2 separate regions of the Sus scrofa genome follow, and region 2 is linked to region 1. A link is a contact called in public Hi-C data. All regions are on one chromosome and are shown on one strand. The core of a region is the stretch at or near the end of the contact, and the rest is flanking DNA. Distances in the headings are between cores, read along the strand shown.

The links. Hi-C and Micro-C count contacts between places; a contact is called where the count stands out from the background.
Region 2: a contact with region 1 is called in a Hi-C map of fetal skeletal muscle, with 2.0 times the contacts expected there. The contact joins the enhancer-like site here to the promoter of ITGA9 in region 1. A contact is called at or near these places in 5 of 5 promoter capture datasets (fetal liver, fetal skeletal muscle, liver and 1 more), 8 of 47 Hi-C or Micro-C datasets (fetal heart ventricle, fetal skeletal muscle, heart right ventricle and 3 more) and 1 of 2 datasets of contacts at active chromatin or transcription factors (skeletal muscle).

Annotation. Positions count from the first base shown.
Region 1 is chr13:22,295,719-22,299,790 of Sscrofa11.1, reverse strand. ITGA9 (integrin alpha-9) reads right to left here and starts at 1,294. Exons shown (of 28, transcript XM_021071658.1): 1 at 648-1,294. The coding sequence starts at 832.
Region 2 is chr13:22,413,525-22,417,757 of Sscrofa11.1, reverse strand. The region is part of intron 15 of ITGA9 (integrin alpha-9); the gene reads right to left. Among named protein-coding and RNA genes, the nearest start is that of ITGA9, 120 kb to the right of the region's middle. Within about 2 kb of position 2,542, at least 4 of the 83 cell types and tissues checked have an H3K27ac peak or open chromatin away from gene starts, as enhancers often do. A contact at or near this core is called in fetal skeletal muscle, where this site is marked.

The DNA of each region.
Region 1 (4,072 bases), core at 45-2,544:
AGGCTGCCCCAGAAATCACCCACTGGCCCCATGAGCCTAGTTACTGGGAGGTCGTGGACCATCCCACCCCCACCCCCCGCCTCCCAGACCCTCTCAGCTTCCACAGAGGGTCTGGTAAGAGAATAGGCGACAACACACTAGGCCTCCTCCGTGCACACCCAGCCCACTCCCCTAGCATTTCGCATGTCGGGGATACTCTATCTACTTCCTGCGCAGCCGGCAGGAGGGGCTCAAAGCCGGGAAGGGGTGGATGGGGTGTCACCAAGGGTTCCCCAAACCGAGGAGTCCTGTCTCCCCGGCCCGGGGAGTCAGGATGCTGGAGGAACCAAGTTACTCTACGACCCAGAGAGTTAAGATAAGTCTAGTTGGGAAGGCGAGGGGGCAACCCCGGCGGCTCTCAAACCCGGGCAGGAGCCCGATCGATCCCCTCCGACTCGACTCGGGCGCCCGCTCCGGCGTCCGCTGGACCGGGACCGGCGTCCTCCCTTCTCCCCGCCTTCCCTTGGCAGCCCGGCTGCGCGCAACAGAGACATTTAAATCACCCCCTCGGGACGGCGGCGTGGAGAGGCCGGAAAGGCGGTGGCGGCAGCCGAGGGTCTGAGGCCTGCCCGGGGTCGGGGTCCGGGCTGGGGCCGGAGGGCACTCACCAGCGCGTGTTGTCGTGGAAGTGTTCCAGCACCGCGTAGCCGAAGAAGGACCCGGCGGGACCCTGGAAGCGCACCGGGCGCTGCGGGTCGAGATTGTATGCGCCCGCGGGAGTCCCCGCGGCCACCAGCGCCAGGAACAGCGCGCAGAGCCGCCCGGCGCCCCTCCGCGCCGCCGGGCCGCCCATCCCCAGCCGGCCGCCGCCCTCCCCTGTGCCCCGCGAGCAGGGCGCCGAGCGTGCCGGCAGCGGGGCCTCAGGGTCCGCCGACGGCGGAGAAGCTCCCGGGGGCCGGAGCTCCGCGGGGGAACGCGGGCGCGACGCGGCGCCGGGCCGAGGGCCGTGAGCTGAGCGGGCGCTGCAAGCGAGCACAGGGGCGGCCCGGAGCGGGCGGCGTCCTCTGTCCGGCGGAGAAGTGTGAGCGCTCGGAGCGAGCCGGTCCCGGCCCGGGCGGCGCTGGACTGCAGAGAGGCGCGCCCGCGGGGTGGGCGGCCTGGGCGGCCGGCGGCGGGACGGCGCTGCAGCGCCCCCTGCGGGCCACGAGCCTCCCGCCGCCGCCCGCAGCGGAAGAGAAGTCCAGTCGCCCCACCTTCCTGGTCCCTAGACAATTCTAAACCTCCCTGCAGTCCTGCCAGGTGTCACACTCAAACCGAGAACCGGTGAAGGCGGGTGAAGTTTATACTCCAGCCCCGCCCATCCGCTGTCTCTTCACCCAGCTCTGAGATAACCCTTAGCCCGCAAGCGCTCCAGAAACGCCAGCTGATGCCAATAACGATGATAGCCACGTGGGAGCGAGCAGAGGACATCTTCACGGGATCATCACCTGGCTTCCTCGCAGCTGGTGCGTACATGTGATCCCTGCACCACCAGCAGCACCTGAGAACTTGGAAATGCCAGTCAGCAGGTCCTATTGAATCAAAACCTCCGCTTGGGTGGATGGGTCGGGGTGTGTGTAAAATTTACCATCTTAGCCATCTTTAAGTGGACAGTGTGGTGGCATTAAGTACATTTACATTGTTGTGCAGACATGACACCAATCTCTAGGAATTACCTTGCAAAACTGTAACTATATTCATGAAACATTAACTCCTCATTTATTCCCTCCCCCTAGCCCTTGGCAACAAATTGTATGAATTCAACTACTCAGAGTACCCCCACACGGGTGGAATCATACAATATTTGTCTTTTTGTGCTTGGCAATCCACTTAGCATAATGCCCTCAAGGTCCATCCTTGTTGTAGCATGCATCAGAATCTTTTCTTTTTTCCTTTCTTTCTTTCTATGTTTAATCTTTTTTAGGGCCACACCTGTGGCATATGGAGGTTCCCAGGCTAGGGGTTAAATTCGAGCTGTATCTACTGGCCTAAGCCACAGCTCAGGGCAATGTCCAGATCCTTAACCGAGTGTGCAAGGCAAGGGATCAAACCTGCGTCCTAACGAATACTAATCAGATTTGTTTCTGTTGAGCCTCAATGCGAACTCCCAGAATTTCTTTTCCTTTTAAAGACCACATAATATTCCATTGATGTACACACTATATTTTCTTTATTGATCCGTGGATTGACACTTGGTTTGTTTCCACTTTGGGGCTATTGTAAATAATACTTCTATGAATATAGGTGTATAGTTACCTGTTCCAGATAAATACCTTCAAGTTCTTCAGGGTGTACGCCCAGAAGTGGAATACCTGGATCATATGGTAGTTGTTTAACTTTTTGAGACTGCCATACTGCTTTCCACAGTCACTGCACCATTTTACATCCCCACAAAGAGCGCAGAGTTTCCATTTCTCTATATTTTCATAACACTTGTTATTTTCTGGTTTTTTTGGGGGGGCGGTTTGTTTTCTAAATAGCAAGTCAAAAAAAAAAAAAGCAGTAAAATTAAATTGGGAAAAGTTGGTTTTAGTCCAATTTCCCCAAGCTTTTTTCTCTGTCCCAGCTGCCCAGCCTCACTAGTGGAACCCCATGGCTGCCCAGTCACCTAAGAGAGCTCAGCACAAAGTGTTACACCTATTTCTTGTCATACCCAATCTAACCAGTCCTGTTTTTTCTACCTCCTCAAGCTTCCAAATCCATTCATTCATTCTCATCTGTACTGCGTAGTGTTCAATTCAAGCCCATGTCTTTCCTTGACCATTTAACCATAATCATTACCTTTTTAATATGTGCAGAATTTGCAGTGATGTCAGCTTTTTCATGCCTGTAATTTGTGGTTTTGGTCTTTATTTCTTGGTCTGTCTTTGTAGGAGTTGTTAATTTTATTAATTTTTCAAAAAACCCACTTTTGACTTTCGTGTTATTTTTCTGTATTGCATTTACTTTTTAATCTTAACAATTTATTGATTTTTTGATCTTTATTATTCTTTCTACTTTGTTTGGATTTAAATTGCAATGCTTTTCTCTAGCTCCTTGAGATAGATGCTTCGATTTTTAGCCTTACTATTTTTCTAATCCTTTTCTGATATATACGTTTTAAAATATGTAATACGTATGTGTGTGTAAACACACTAAATTTCCCTCTAAGTCCTGTTTGAGCTATAGCCCACAAGTTCTAATGTGTCCAAAATATTTTCTAATTGCAATTTTAAGTTCCCCTTTGACCCGTGGGGTATTTCGAAGGGTGGTGCTTCATTTCCAAGTTGTGGGGGATTTTCTAATAATCTTTTTGTTCCTGATTTAATTCCACTATGGTCATAGAACATATTCTGTACTTTTTAAATCCTTTGAAATGTGTCAAAATGTGTTTCAGGACGCACCATATGGTCAACGTTGGTGAATTTTTTACACGCACTTGTAAAGAATGCAAAACCGCTGTTGGAAGTATTGTTCTGTATGTGTCAATTGCGTCAAGTTTGTTAATCATGTGGTTCAAAGCTCATTTATTCCTATGGATATTTTGTTGGCATATTCTATGACTTATTCAAGGAGGTGTATTAAAATCTCCACTATGATGGTAGGTTTGTTTCTCATTGTAGTTCTGTCAGTTTTTAATCATATAATTTAGGGCTTTGTTTTTTGATATAAACATAAGATTCATACTATGATGGCTCTTTTATTATTATGAAGTTTGCCCACATTATGGTGGTTTTTCTACTCTTGTCTACCTCTTCCACCTATAACAGAGATTTGGATAATGGCTAAAGCCTCCTGTTGGCTCCCATCTCCTACCGGTTGGGGCCAAACCTCCTTAGTATGACTCAAAGGGGCGGGGTGGCTGTGTCTCCATGACCAGTAGCATCGTGTGCACCTTTCCTGTTTCACTGCCCCCAAACCCTGCAATGCATCCACATGCAGCATCTAGCTGTTCCCTAAACATGTCCAGGAGAGATTTTCCCCCATCTGTGCCTTCTCAATATTGTTCTTTCTTCCCAGAATGCCCCACCCCTTTTATCTAGCTAGCAAAACCCAGTCCATCCTAGTCTTCCAG
Region 2 (4,233 bases), core at 1,293-3,792, 120 kb before region 1:
CATAAAAATGACCCGTCTATGCCTGGCTGTGGACATGGAGGATGACAAAAAACCACCGGAACCATCAGAAAAAGTGTGAGAAACCAAGCCAAGCCCAGTGTCTTGGGCACAAGAGGCAGGACTTGTAACACTCAGATGGGTGTTACTAAGTAAGAGGATGGCACTAGTGACCAAAGCTGACATCGGAGGGCACACAAATGGCTGTATCACTGACCCAGCAAAGCCCTAGATAGGAATTCATCCTCCTTCAGGGGCCAAAAGATGTTCCCTGCAGCATAACAGGAACAGGGAAATGGAGAAGAACTGAAAGTTTCAACAGCAGAGGATGAGCAGAAAAAGTGCTGGCACATCGGGATGGGGCGGTGGGATCCTCAACTCACAGACTTCTGGCTCCAATGTAAGCAGGGTGGGTGAGCCCCACCTGGACCACCATCCTGCCCCCCACCCATGTCAAGGAGAGCTGGTTGAAAGTGCACTTCTTCATGAAAAAACAAACAAACAAACAAAAACAACAACAAAAAAGAGGAGTTCCCATCATGGCTCAGCAGTAACGAACCCTACTAGTATCCATGAGGATGCAGGTTCAATCCCTGGTCTCGCTCAGTGGGCTAAGGATCTAGCATTGCCATGAGCTGTGGTGTAGGTCACAGACACGGCTCGGATCCCATGTGGCTGTGGCACAGGCCAGCAGCTGCAGCTCCAATTCAACCGCTAGCCTGGGAACTTCTATATGCTGCAGATGTGGCCCTTAAAAAGACAAAAAAAAAAAAGAAAGTGCACTGCTTCAGCCCAAGGTTACAATCACCCCACATTCGGCAGGGAGATGGGGAATTGCCGGCTTCCCTCTCCGAAGGTAAACCTAACAAGCTCTCGGTGATAACTTTTCAAGCGATTGGGCCACATGATCTGACAGGTATTCATCTACTTATAATTACAATCAAACAGAATATTTTTATTCACATCTGTTCCACAATATCTTGGACAACACACAGAAATTAACTCAAAATGGATCACCGATTTTGGATGTCAAAGCTAACATCGTAAACTCGTAGTCAAGTATCTTGAGCACATGTTCACCTTGGACCTAGTCCAGCTGCTTCTAACATTCAGGGAACATTTACTGGGCAATGAGTCAATGTCAATTTCCCTGCTTGGTTATGGAGATATGGCGAGAAACAGGAAGTCCCTGATGCCAAATCTTACAAGCTTTTAGGAGCTCTTTACAGCTTTGTCATTAATAAAATTATCCCAAACTTCTGTGAATTCACATCTCTTTCCTACCAGTACTACCTTGGTCATAATCAAAGTTTATGGAACTTTTTGGCTCACTGATAGGTGAGAATACCATACACCATATGCTAACATGCTTCTTACCAAGCAGATGGGAAGAGGGACATCAAGCCCAGGATAGTATAGGATGAAAGAGGAACCAGTGTCAGATTCAGGAGAGCCACATGGATCAAAGACACTGTGAACACCAGACCAACAGCTGCTGCCTTGAGGTGGCGCCGTCAGGCCAGGTGATGCGATGAGATCAGCCAACCTGAGGAACTGGCCAACAGGAAGGGATTACCACATCCTTTCAATCTCTGTGGTTTGGGCATCTTCCCTGTGCTGCTGCTGGGAAGAAGCACAACTGGCTGGTTTGAATTTCTTCTCCTTTCCTCTCCCTGAGCTCTGGTGAGGGATGGCTAAAAAGTCAGACACAGAGGAAGAAAGGAATACAAAATGAAGCCTGGATGTTTCACTGAGAAAATAACAAACTGGAGACCCGAAGGACCTGGAGGACACTGAGCCCTGGAAGAAACAGGAAGTGGGGAGTTGTAGGGACAGACAGACAGACAGACAGACGGCCTAGGCTGCACGGGGCGGAACGAGGAGGAGTGGTATGATCCCACGAGGGGGAGTCTGGCTCAGCACAAGGAAGGAATTCCGGGTCAGCTGGACCCCCAGCCCCCCAGCACCAGATGGGCCCCCAAGCACAGTGGAATCCTCCCATAACCAAGGTGGCCAGGGCCACAGGACACCTGCAGCGGCCCCCAGTGGCCTGGCCACGGCTCTCTGCTCAGAGACTGGAGGAATCCGCCAGCTGAGCAGCTGGAGGCCGAGGAGCTGCAGGAAGGCCTGAGCTGCCTTTCCCAGGCACTCCATACAGGTGGGGAGCACGATTCCTGGCTCACAGGAAATGCTTCTATCCTGACTTAAAGCCAGGAAGTGCTTAACCAGCAACAGTGCTCGCTGAATTCACGCACCTTTGGCCCCCTCCAAAGCCTCTGAGCGTTAACAGGGCTGACAAATGGGTCCCTGGGAGGTCTGTACTTATACCCACAGGTGAGGAGCACAGACACAAGAAATGTGGGCCTTGCATCCCCTAGAACTTCTTCACCCACTCAATTACCCACCCTCCTCCACCCCCGCCTCCAGGATGACCCCAGGAACACCTACGTGTCATCAGAAGCTAAGCACAAGGCCTGATCCGCACAGGCTCACCAGCACTAACACCCCAGCTGAAAACAATGACGCTGACATCCTCAGCAGCTGGATGGCAATCCCTGCGCCTCCCGCAGGCTTTCTGAAATGTTGGAAAGATTATACAGATTCTTCTCACTGTACTATGGACATATGGGCTCCAGGAACTCCAGTGTAGGAAATTCAGAAGCAGCTTCCCAAGGCAAGCATGAAAGCACCCTTTATAATATTAATATGTTTCTCAGAACCACAGGTGATAGAAGTTGTACTTTTAATATTTAGTTGATGAAGGACATGCCTTCCCATCTATGCATTCCCACTCCAGGCCCTGCATCCACCCCAGGTCTCCAAAGTGATCAGATTTGACTCTGGACAGACACTGTCCAATAGGTAACCATGGCCCACGAGTGCCTAATGAGCACAGAAAATTGAGGCTAAGCCAGACCCTGGGTTTCAAAGACCAAGCACCAAAAAGAACACTAATAATAACACACTAATAATATTTACATCGATTACAGTGATAATATTTTGGATATACTGGGTTAAGTGTTATTAAAATCAATCTTCCTTGTTTAAGCTTTTTCAGTACAGTGCCTCGGAAATTTCCAATTGCATACGTGGCCTGCAGTCCCTTTCTACTGCACAGAGCTGCTCTGAAGTTTCACTCTGGGATGACAACTTCTTCTGGATAGAAGTAAAGAAGGCACCGCTGCCTCGGGACCTGGGCCTGGCTCCCCTCCACCTAATCAACGTCTTGCCACCAGGCCAGCAGGCACCCCGGAGAGCCACAGGCTGACTTTCTACCCAGGGCCATGGCTCTGGGTTGTTTTCTTAAAGATGATGCAGCCTTGAACCATTTCCTAAAATTGTCTGGGTCTCTCCCTCATTCCTTGCAAGGCAGGTCTAGTGATGGCGGAAGGCACGTGGGGAAGAGCGTACATGTGGCTCCAGGAATCCTTGAGTGGTCCATGCTGGGTCCTTGGTGGTAAATAAAAAGCTAAATCACAAAGGACTAAAAAGAGGCCAGGAGGACACCTGCCTGGAAATTCCAGCTCAGCACATTTACAGAAGACTCTTACACATGTGTTTGCATATTTTCCAGTGTGTGGAGCTCATTAGTACTTTAAAAGCATGCTCTTGTTTAGCCTCACACCAACACTGGAGGGGTAAACATCTGGGCCCTGCTTTCTCCCTGTATTACATTGATACCCAGGACAGGGACAATCCAGAAAGCAATTCTTTGCTTGCTTTTTAAATTTTTATTATTATTATTATCATTTTGTCTTTTCTAGGGCCACACCCATGGCATATGGAGGTTCCCAGGCTAGGGGTCTAATCAGAGCTGTAGCCACCGACCTATGCCAGGGCCACAGCAACTCGGGATCCAAGCCGCATCTGCGACCTACACCACAGCTCACGGCAACGCCGGATCCTTAACCCACTGAGTGAGGCCAGGGATCGAACCCACAACCTCATGGTTCCTGGTCGGGATTCGTTAACCACTGAGCCACAACGGGAACTCCCTGCTTGCTTTCTTTAAATAAATGACCCCCAAATGGTTAACATTTTGTGTGTATCTGTGTGGAAGTATATTTCTGTGTGTTCATAAAGTCTCATGCACCAAATTCTTTCCAGGATCAGAAAAGTTTCATTCATTACATCAGAAAAAAAAATAAGTCTTTGAAGTTTAGCTCATTAACTCTAATCATCCCTTGAAATGGACAATAAGAACCTAATTGGTCATTTGATGAGCATTTTGGGAGT